Linked DNA regions of Mus musculus: region 1 is linked to region 2. The links are chromatin contacts, called in public HiChIP or PLAC-seq maps. All regions are on one chromosome and are shown on one strand. The core of a region is the stretch at or near the end of the contact, and the rest is flanking DNA. Distances in the headings are between cores, read along the strand shown. Region 1 holds the start of Ereg (epiregulin). Region 2 holds the start of Cxcl5 (chemokine (C-X-C motif) ligand 5).

Region 1 (5,701 bases), core at 722-3,221, 320 kb before region 2:
CCTTAGAGGGACAAAGTGTGATTTCTAGGCAATCTTTTCTTTAAGGAGGAGTACAAATTCCAATATCAAGTGGCTTTCTTTCTTTCTTTTTTTTCTTTCTTCCTTTCTTCCTTCCTTCCTTTCTTTCTTTCTTTCTTTCTTTCTTTCTTTCTTTCTTTCTTTCTTTCTTTCTTTCTTTCTTTCTTTCTTTCTCCTTCTCTATGCTTTGTACTGAAACAATAAGACCTGCCTACATACCAGGCTATAAAGGTACAATGTAGAACTCCAAACAGGAACTTTTCTAGTGACAAGAAGTATCTCAACAGACTGGGAGAACAGAAACTGACCTAGCTCATTTGGAACCGGGCTTGGCGCCTGATGAAACAGGTGAACTGTAATTAAGGACTGCAATAAAGGAGTTAAGCACTTTCATGACAACAAAAACACACACAGCACACCCCGCACTAGGCGGCTAGCAACCCCATTATTCACAGACTCTTGCTATCCCACATTAGCATATCCACTGAGATGCACAGAATAGACAGTTGCATTGTCTGGATACACCTTGTAAGTGGAAAAACAAAGTCACTCCACCACTGTGACCTTTAGGTTCATGCCTAACTTGAGGAAGACTGTCACCGATTGGAGTTTATCCTTTTCAGAGACCTTAAACTAAACACAGTGAAGCCACGTTGCTTAAAATTGCTCTTCTAGCAAGGCATTCTTAGCTCATTTTTGACAGAAACCACAGATCCAGTTTCCACTTGGGTTCTTGCCCTTAAACGTGTAATCTCTAAGTATGCATAGTATGTACTTCATTAGGGTTCCCAACCCCTGTAAGGCGTGTCAAAATAATAATTTAACTGTCGCATCCTGCACAGGAAGCGTCTCAGGGAAATTTGTCTCATTGCAAGTTCAAGAAGAATGTGGGATTGATAACTTTTATTTCCTTATTAAAACGTTCATCTATTGGGAAAGTTTATATATAACTCTTAAATCATCTGGCACTTAAGAAATTAGGGACAATTGGTTAAACAAAATAAAGCAGAGAGAGAGAGAGAGAGAGAGAGAGAGAGAGAGAGAGAGAGAGAGAGAGAGAGAGAGAGAGAGAGAGAGAGAGAAACTTTGCAAATAATGGGATTCCCACATTTGTGCCCCTGCCCACAGAGCTAACTCATTTCAAACAAGAAAACTACCCATAAAACAAACAAAAACCTCTCTAAACTACCCATCTTTAAGCCTGGGAGGCAGGGGCTGCTGGGGAAAGCAGCAGGTGAGAAGTCTGTTGGCAGTTGCTTCCTGGACCTGACCAGGTAGCCTTGGCCCCAGCAGCCCTGCTGGAGCAGGCACATCCCAGAGCCCCCTGGTTGTAAACTGGTCCTTTGCACAAAGGTCTCTAGCAGGCTGAAGCAATCTCTTCCTGCACCACCCTAAGAAAGTAAATCATTATCTATCAGAGATACTGTCCATACCTTTGGGGTTCTAGAACTGCTCAATTTTCAAAAGAAAGTGGGGGCGGGGAGGGGGGGAGAAAACCTTTAAAACTTTTAAAAAGTTTTTTTCAGTAAAATTGATATTAATTCATGCATAACATAAACTAGTCATGAATTTATCGACAAAAAGCAACGTCAACCGACCAAGTCGCACCATCCCGCACTTCCCCAGCCCCGCCAGTGAGAAAGACAGACTCACAGAAGACATCCTCTTAGACTGAGCGCACTTTAACAACTCCATACTTGTCCTATGACAAATGCACCGCGCCTTCCTCCCCCTCTTCTCCTCTTGGGGGCGTCGAGGGCTTACCTAGACAAAGCAGCGTCAAGACCCAAGAGGCAGGGAGCGTCTCCATCCTTCTTTCTCGGTGCAGCTTGCGGAGTGCGCGGCGGCCAGCGGGAGCAAGGTGCCTGTGGCTGAGTTGGAACCGAGCTGATCCAGGTACCAGAGCCCACCAAGTCGCTGTGACTCTGAGCAGCCAGGCAAGTGAGCTGAGCTACTCGGCGCAGCGCAGCGACCTTTATAAGTCTGGGGAGGTGCCTAGGCACGCGAGGACTTACTAGCGGGTTGTCCAGGGTTTCCTAATGCCACCCCCCGGGGGGAGGAGTGGTGGCCAGCGGAGGACTGGCCAGATGTCATCCTCCCTCTCAGGAACACCTGAGAGGAGGGTTTCAGGAATGAATGTCCTTCTAGTGTGGCTACTCCCCAAACTTTTCCATCCTCCTTGTCTTCGGACTCAAGCCCCGAGGAGGTGGGGAGCTTGGACCAGATGGGTTGGTTTGCTCTATGGGGTCATCTGCCGGGTAGTGGGTGGCTTTAGTTGCTGTGGGTGACTGTTGTAGTCAGGGCTGTGTTTCCAGCGCATACTTTTGGAGAGTTGAGTTGCCAACTCAGGCCGGAATAACTCCCTGTTTGGGAACATACTTGAAGCATGTCACTGGCTCCAGAGCTCTCTGCTCCTATTCAAATGCCCGGAAATGCCTTTCACCCTCACGCCTTCCTTCTCAGCCCCTCAGCTTCCAATGTGATTCAGACATTTATCACCTCAAAGTCTAGTAATTATGAAGAAAGCCCTATATTGTTTGTCCGTTCTGTCCTATTTGCTATCTATTGGCAAATTTTTTGAGTTAACAACTCCAAACACTGCCTTAATCCAGCACTCCTTGCTACAACAACTTTCCAGTTCTCTGTGCCTGTCTCAAATGCAAACTTGAATCGGTCCTTATCTGAGCTCGCACTAGTTTGTCAGACAAATTGGCTCACCACCTCACCATTTCTGCTTCTTCGCAGTTTCCTCCCATTGCTGATGGAGTCATACTTGGGGGAAAGGCTGCCTTTTATGAGGAACTAGGCGAATTAGTCTATTTAGCGTGGCTCTCGAGGCCCGGGATGTGTGAGTTCACAGGGATCTTGTCTGGTTTGAGATACCTTTTCCCTTGATTCATAGAATCTAGATTAGGCCCTGCGCTTCTGGTTAAATGACTGTGTATGCTTTGGTTTTTATTTATAAGTCTGGTTTTCATATCTCTACAGACATAGGGGTTTTTCCTCCCTCTGGGTTTTAGTTACATTCCTCTGGAGAGATTAGGAATAGTCAATTTAACACACAAAGAGATTGGGATGGAAAATGGAATCTGAATGATTTTTGCCTAGTACATTTGTTGATTTTCTAGCTCAAAATTAGAAAATGGATTGTTTATAAATTCTTTTTTTCCTGTTATTTTCTCTCCCTTAAGTCAAGGTCTTTGAGTGTCCGCACATTTTGTTGTTGGAAAGCAATACTGCATTCTTTTCGTGGTGAAGACTTAAACATTTGAATGGAAATCCTTGAAAAGCCTGCTCAGTCTTTCTACCCCGGCTCATGATGAAGGAGGCTTAAGACTAGTTAACTATTGGAGAAGATAAGGGGCGTGTTAAGCACAGTGCCTAGAAGGTCAGTGCTCCCTGAAAGTTCCCACTCTTACCTGCAAATGCCCACTCCTAAGGGGTACTTGGTAGTTAATCAATATTTACAAGTCCAGGGAAATCCAGGAACAATAGATTACAGGTAGGCAAGCTTTCTCTGTTGACTCCAATTTGTTGAAAGGGCAGATGGTAAGGAGCTTCACAGTGATTTTTTACGTGTGTGTGTGTGTGTGTGTGTGTGTGTGTCTGTCTGTCTGTCTGTCTGTCTGTGTATCAATGGCTAGAGCTGAGTAATATAACATTGGTAATGGGTTGTAGCTTTGTGGGTCACTTATAGGAGTCATACATTTGGTAAACCAGAATAAGGAAAAAGAGATTTGGTTACAAATTAGAGCTGAAAATAAAAATAGCTCAAGTGCCTGAGGAATAAAAGCAAAAGAGTGGGTCATCAGCTGGAGTCATCAGCCTCCAGCCTCCACGGTGACTTGTGCTACCTGCACAAGTACCCTTGCAATAAGTGAAAGAGAGGAGAGGGGACCTTGCTCACTCACTCACTCTGGTTCCTGCCTCCTTTCATTAGATGGAGTGCTGTGCCTTCTGTTCATAAAACAAAATAAAGGGATGGAGTAGGAGAGTAACAGGGCCATACTGACAGCAGGCAGCAAAGGGCCAGCTCTGGCACCATCTGTAGTCAAGATGGATTTTCACTCTGTGGCTGATGCCTGCATGAGGGGAAAATTCCTCACACGTCTCTTAAACATTTCCACAGCACATGCCCTTCAGCCGGCTGGCTTCTAACATGGTGTGAGGAAATCTTTTCTTTACTGGGTCTGTGTTTACTCAATTTTGTAGCCATTACTTCTCCAGCGTGACTCCACCATGACACATCAGGAGAGGTTTGCTGCTGCCTCCGCAAAATAGTATTCTGTATTTAAAAAAAAAGGAACAATTTTCATTCATTGTTACTTCATACATAGTATAAGGTACAATCATAATTCCCCTTAAAGGCAGAAACATGTTCGAGTGACTGCTGAACAGTTGGAGAATAAAATAAATTTATAATTTTCCAACTAGAAAGATGATGCTAAAACATCAGCCCGATCAGCAATCCCCAATTTGACATGTATGTGAAATTATTTTAAAGAGATTAGTAGTCTTAAGACATCTTAAGAGGTTAGTATATACAAATTACATATACATGTTTAATATTACTTAAATGTGACATTGAATTCTTACTGTGATTAGTAAGTATATTCAGTTTTTAAAAGACACTGAGTTCATTATGGCATTGTAGCATGTGCTTTTAGTATCATCCTTGATCATACTTTCATACATGTCTTTTCCTCTTCTACCCTCTCTTAATTCCTTCCTAACCCTGGTAACTCCTTTCCTGCAAACCTCTTTTTCACACTTCTGTTTATATGCTTTATTTTGTGACTCACTGGGCCTGCGTGACTTTACTCAATGTAATTTTTTTCCCAGCGCCATCCACTTACCTGCTGATAGATAAGATTCTGGGGTGCATATATTACATATTTTCAGTATCCATTCATCAGTTGATGAATATATAGGCTGCTTCCATTTCCCAACTTGTGTGAGTACAGCAGCAGTGAACACGAATATTCAGGTATCTCTGTAGTATAATATAGTGTGTGTGTGCATGTAGGTATCTGTGTGTGTGTCTCCTGTATGTGTATGCATGTGCCTGTGTGTAGCTATTATGTGTATGTTTGTGTGTGTGCATGTTGGTGTCTGTGTGTATCTCATGTATGTGTGTATGTCTGTGTCTGTCTGTATAGCCATTACATGTGTGTGTTTGCATGTATCTGCCTGTATGTCTCCTGTGTGTTTGTGTGTGCATGTAGATGTGTGTGTGTATATGTATGTATGTGTGTGTGTGTAGCCATTATATGTGTGTGTGTGTGCATGTAGGTGCCTGTATGTCTCCTGTGTGTTTGTGTATGTGTGTGCATGTAGGTGTCTGTATGTGTCTCGTGTGTGTGTATATGTGTGTATGTGTGTATAGCCATTACATGCCCAGGGCAGCATGGCTGTTTCATGAGTTAGTCTGATTTTCTGATAAGCCTCCAGAATATATTCATATTCTGCACTGAACTGCACTAGTCTCTGTTCCCACTGGCAGTGCATAAAGGTTCTCCATTCCCATCCATGTCAGCATGGTATTATTTGTTTTCCTAATGATTGCCATTCTGACTGAGATGAGAAAGGATCTTAGAATGGTTTTAATGCTGGCTAATGATATTGAAAATTTAAGTGTTTTCTAGCCATTCCTATTTATTCTTTTGTAGCCTCTTTGTCCACT
Region 2 (5,468 bases), core at 1,889-4,388:
ACTGTGAATTTGCCCTTGTGGGCCAAAAAGGAGCAAGCCCGTTGCAGGTAGAACCGTAGCAAATGAGATAGAATGAGCGAGGCTAGAGAACCCAACGCCCAACAGCACAGAGTACGAGAGAGACGCAAAGCTTGAGAAGCACAATGTGAGAGAGGAGACACGACCATACTTGCTGGGCTTTTGTTACATTGATTTTTATGTCTAGGAAATTCGGAGTGTGCTAATCGGCTCCCAGACACTGGAGCAATTTCTTCTATGGTGGACTTTAAATGGGTAAAAGGAGGGAAAGCCTATTTGGCACCTGGCTTTGAAGGTTTGAGGTTTGGTTTCATGATGAATCAGCTTTAACACTTTATCTCTGGCAGGAGTGCAGAGGACACAGACCTTTCCACCCATGGGGGTTATGTGGGAGAAAAAGAAGCCAAGGGGCCGGGGTTCCCCACCTCCCCTTGAGAGCTAGGCCCATTATGATCTAAATCCCCACCTGGGCTCCAACTCTCAGAGTTTCCACTGCCTCTCAAGGCACCAAGCTGGACCCTCCACTTTCCTGTACTCAACTGAGAGCTGAACTACAGCAGAGAAGCTGGCCAAGGGTTGAAGTTGGGGAAGTCTTAGAATGTTTGTTTTTTCTAAGGTCCCCAGAAGCTACTATGCCCCAGATGAGCTTAGAGATTGAAATGGTGCAAGGAATTAGGGGAAGAAACCTTTCTGCAAACCAAGGAAGGAACCATAGAGCTAACTTTGTACATAATGTAGAATGCATGCGGGGTAATGAGAGTCACCATCACAGGAAATCAGAGACAACATGAATGGAATCTAGAGCTACTTTATTTTCCTCAAAAGAGTAATATAAAGAAGTGAGACACTATAAGATGTACAGGCTTAAAATAATGGATGTGATGAATTCATTAATCTCCTTATAACAAAGCACACTCTTTAAAAGACACACTACAGACATCTAAATATCTCAGCAATCCATATTCAAACATGTTAAGTATGTTTTCAAAACTCTAAGAGTATAGATATTTGCTAAAGTTTCTCTCCCTAGAAATAACTTTTAAATGTTTTTTATGAAAACTAGGTAAGGAATTTCCTTGCTTCTTACCTTCTTCACCTATCTAAAATATATACTATCTAAAATATATAGTTAGTGGCCCAAATAGTAATACTAATAAACTAGTTAATAATTAATAAATAGTATACAGTTTGTTGAGTAAGTCATGACATTATGCCATACTACGAAGACATCAAATGTCTAAAATTATAAGATGAGAACACATTGATCCTTCTAGAACTTACACATTTAGAAATTCTAAATAAGGAACTGTGTTCTACATAGGTTTCTGCATGACACAGCAGCTTTCTAAAACCATAAAAGTTATATGCCAGCCCAGGCTCAGACGTAAGAACACTCTTAACACACCCAAGAAACAACAGTAAAAGAGGTCCCCATTTTATGAGAGAGAGTATGACAGCATTGCCTTCTCATGAACATTACAAAGGATATATATATATATATACACACACATATACATATACATATACATCATATACATATACATATACATATACATATACATATACATATACATATACATATACATATACATATACATATACATATACATATACATATTCCGGAGACAATGCAATAGTCACCTTCAGTTCAAGACATTTTGAAAGGTTAACAACCAATGATTCTTGACTTACACACTAAAGTATCACAATTTCCGATAGTGTGACAGATAGGAAAGAATAGGAAATATTTTTGCTAAATACACTTGTGAGATGAGCAGGAAGCTTCAGGGACAATGGTTTCCCTTTTCTCATCAAAGCAGGGAGTTCATAAAGAAAATCCGTGGGTGGAGAGAATCAGCCCTTTCTTCTTATCTTCACTGGGGTCAGAGTCCTCAGAAATCTTTCTATTGAACACTGGCCGTTCTTTCCACTGCGAGTGCATTCCGCTTAGCTTTCTTTTTGTCACTGTTGAGAAAAGACTTATATCAGTAACTAAAATTCTTCAGTTTATCCTAACACACACACACACACACACACACACAGAGAGAGAGAGAGAGAGAGAGAGAGAGAGAGAGAGAGAGAGAGAGAGAGAGAGAGACAGAGAGACAGAGAGAGAGAGAGACAGAGAGAGACAGAGAGAGAGAGAGAGACAGAGAGAGAGACAGAGAGAGAGACAGAGAGAGAGAGAGAGAGACAGAGAGAGAGAGAGAGAGAGATGAGTTTTGGGTTATTGCAACATCCCAGAATAACAACTTTCCCTTCTGAATCCTTTTATTCTAAGCTCAGTTTCGAATGTGGGATGGGAGCCTCAACTCATACAGGGAGAATAAGGACCTTGCCCGCTGCAGAGACTAAGATAGCAAGTACCTGCCCAATATTTTCTGAATGATTTTCTTTATCACAGGAGCTTCTGGATCCAGACAGACCTCCTTCTGGTTTTTCAGTTTAGCTCTGCGGAGGAGGAAAAAAAGAGGATGCACAGGTGAGCCCGGGTGACTGAAGAATCCGGGATAAGGGATGTGGGTAGGGCAGGGGGTGTCCTGGACTTCCATCTCCCAAGATCACCTGCACCCAGAACACAGTCAGAACTCACATGACTTCCACCGTAGGGCACTGTGGACCTGCAGGGATCACCTCCAAATTAGCGATCAATTTGGGATTAATTTTTGGAGTTACGGTTAAGCAAACACAACGCAGCTCCGTTGCGGCTATGACTGAGGAAGGGGCAGCTGTGGAAGAGACAAGATTATAGGAGGATGCTGGAAGAGCCCCTTTCCCCGCTCCTGGGACCCGCTGACTGCGATGGCCCGCCCGGATGGGTCAGGCACCCTGCGCCACGCAGGTGCTGCGCCCTCACCTTCAGCTAGATGCTGCGGCAGCGTGAACAGCAACAGAAATGCCAGCGGCGCCATCCGCATGAATGGCGAGATGGAACCGCTGGGGATGCGGGCGGAGCTGCGGAGCTGGAGGCTCATTGTGGACAAGATCCCGGACCAGGGAGCACCAGCTCGGGATATGCTGGAGGAGGTGTGGAGATTGGGGCTCTACAGAGCACTATGGTGTTCTCAAACCCACTGCACCCCTTTTATCTGTTCTCTCTCTTCCTTCAGGCAGGAAACTGGAGCTTGAAGATGCTGGGGAAATTCCCTGGACTTGGAGTTAGGAGGTGGGGGGCTCAGAGGGGCTGGGCAATGGGATTGGGGCGGGAGGATGGCTAGGAGGAGTGGCTCTTTGCCAAATCGGAGGAGAATGCTTGTAGTCCTGCCCCGGGAACAGAAGGCTGCTGCTCTGGGTCAGACTCCTTTAGAGGACCTTTCCCTCTCCTAGGTCAGGGCTAGTTAAGGCAGGACAGAGCTCTGAGGATGCCCTTCTTTTCCTTGTAGGAAGACTGGAGCCAAAGGAAGGAGTTTTGACTTTAGAAAACCTTCCACAGGTCTTTAACTGTTATTACTACAAACACTATTGCTGACACCTGGGAGATGGCTCAACCTTTAAGAGAACTGGTTGCTGTGGCAGAGGTCCAGGGTTTGGCTCCCCACCCACCCACCCATGCAGGACCACATTGCCACATTGCTGCTCACAAGCTTCTCTAGCCCCAGGTCTAGGGAACCCCACGTCCGTCGTCTTTTGGCTTCCTTGGGGCAGATGCATCTACTTGGTACACAGACAGATAAGCAGACATACACATGCTCATAAACAAAAATACATTTGAAATGTGTGTTTTTAAAACGAAGACTGTTTTTATTCAGGAAATGTAATCCCGGACTTGAAAAGATAAATAAATAGAAAGAAAGAAAGAAAGAAAGAAAGAAAGAAAGAAAGAAAGAAAGAAAGAAAGAAAGAAAGAAACCTTGCCCTCTCCTTGTGTGTGGATTACTTATTGATTCTTTGGGATTCTGCCAGCTTTGAAAGCCAAGAAACTATGAAAGTGTTTTGACTTCCACTTAAACCAGCTGCATGAATGGCCTTCAAAATAAAAGCTGCTTACTGGAAGCCCTGCTATTGTAATTGTTTGGCTTAATGAACAACTTCACAGATGACTCAGCAAATTGCTTTGGGAGGAAGATAAAATCTTTGCACCCTTTGCCATTCAGTTAGGAGCAGTCTGTCCTGTGCTTGGAGCCGGAGGCAACACCAGGGGCTTCTTGCTGTGCTTTCTAATGTGGCTCCCCTGCCAGATAGGGATTTGACAGTGGGTAGAAGCTAAAGGAGGTTGGTGCAGCTGAGGGACTCATCCGTGGGACTTATCTGCGAGTTTGGTGCAAGGGTTTGATTCAGTTTGCCAGCAAGATAGCATCCGTTCTGACTCCCTCCAAGCAACTTCTTGGAGTTCAGAGGAGGGATGCTTTCCCCAGGGGCTTGGCGGGGGTTGGGGGTGGGGACCCTGGAGGGGCCACCTGGTGATGAAAGATGAGATGACTTCCTGTAACTAAAGGCCTTCATACCAAGGCAGTCGGTTATAACATTAAGTGGTGCCCTGGCTTTCTTTATAGAGATTTAACAGATCTCCTCTCTGGATGGTTCTCAAAACCTCTGGCCATGTAGTAGGCCGGCAGAGGAAGTCTGTAAACATGACAGCCTTACACATATAGTCCTGGAAAGAAACTGTTTTTTCTTGTCCCCTGTAACCATGGGAACCGCCATCCACCCCACTCGTCTGTTTTCGGAATAAGAACACCTCCATTGCTGAGCAGGAAATGGTGGTAGACTTTCGAACTTACATTCTGGAAGGAAACTTAGTCTAGTTGAAGGAAGTTGGGAGGTTTGGTGATCGCATTGTGAGAAGCTAATGGGAAGTTGTGAGTCCACCATCAGCATCACACTTGACTCAACAAATGCAATCCTTCATCCTTCTGGGGAGTGGTAATCTGTAACAAGCAGCAGGTAGAACACACACACACACGCACGCACGCACGCACGCACGCACGCACGCACGCATGCATGCACGCATCCCAGGTTAGTTCCAAATGGGGTATTTTAAATATAACAGCATACAAATTAGTTTTGGCAAGAAGCAACAAGACTGGGTAGAGGCTACCAAATGAGAGCATCAGCTCCCCCTAACACTATTTCAGGTATGCATCTCTCATGGGGGTTGTTCCCTGTATCCATTTGTCATGCATTACGTACAGAACAGAGAAAGCGAAAGAAAAGGCGTCTGCGGCTGGCACTCTGGTAATAGAAAGCCCACTCTATAAGTAAACTGTTGTGTTGCCACACCTAATCAGGAAGCAGTATGCAACCTAAGCTGGCCTTGCATTGAAATTGTTCTGGTCCACTGGAATGCCTGGCTCCTATGTTGGCATCTTTGACATTGACTTATGTAAGGACCGGTAAGGATGCAGGTGGTAAAAGAATTTTTGAGTTTGAGAATGATGGTATTAACACTCAGTGGGTACAAAGTATTTAAAATAATTACTTTTATGTTGCCAGTTTAAAGTGAAGTCAGT

Evidence for each region. HiChIP or PLAC-seq counts read pairs in DNA pulled down with a chosen protein or histone mark.
Region 1: a CTCF HiChIP or PLAC-seq map of the NIH/3T3 cell line shows a contact between it and region 2, with 6 read pairs. The contact joins the promoter of Ereg here to the promoter of Cxcl5 in region 2. A contact is called at or near these places in 1 of 15 datasets of contacts at CTCF or cohesin (the NIH/3T3 cell line) and 1 of 115 datasets of contacts at active chromatin or transcription factors (pancreatic cancer cells).

What each region holds. Positions count from the first base shown.
Region 1 is chr5:91,070,887-91,076,587 of GRCm38.p6, reverse strand. It overlaps Ereg (epiregulin), which reads right to left and starts at 1,971. Exons shown (of 5, transcript NM_007950.2): 1 at 1,783-1,971. The coding sequence starts at 1,828. Gm19610 (a long non-coding RNA gene) reads left to right here and starts at 1,653. Exons shown (of 3, transcript XR_001784889.2): 1 at 1,653-1,914; 2 at 3,210-3,406.
Region 2 is chr5:90,756,968-90,762,435 of GRCm38.p6, reverse strand. Cxcl5 (chemokine (C-X-C motif) ligand 5) reads right to left here and starts at 3,138. Exons shown (of 4, transcript NM_009141.3): 1 at 2,876-3,138; 2 at 2,612-2,747; 3 at 2,386-2,469; 4 at 811-1,983. The coding sequence starts at 2,993. The coding sequence ends at 1,923.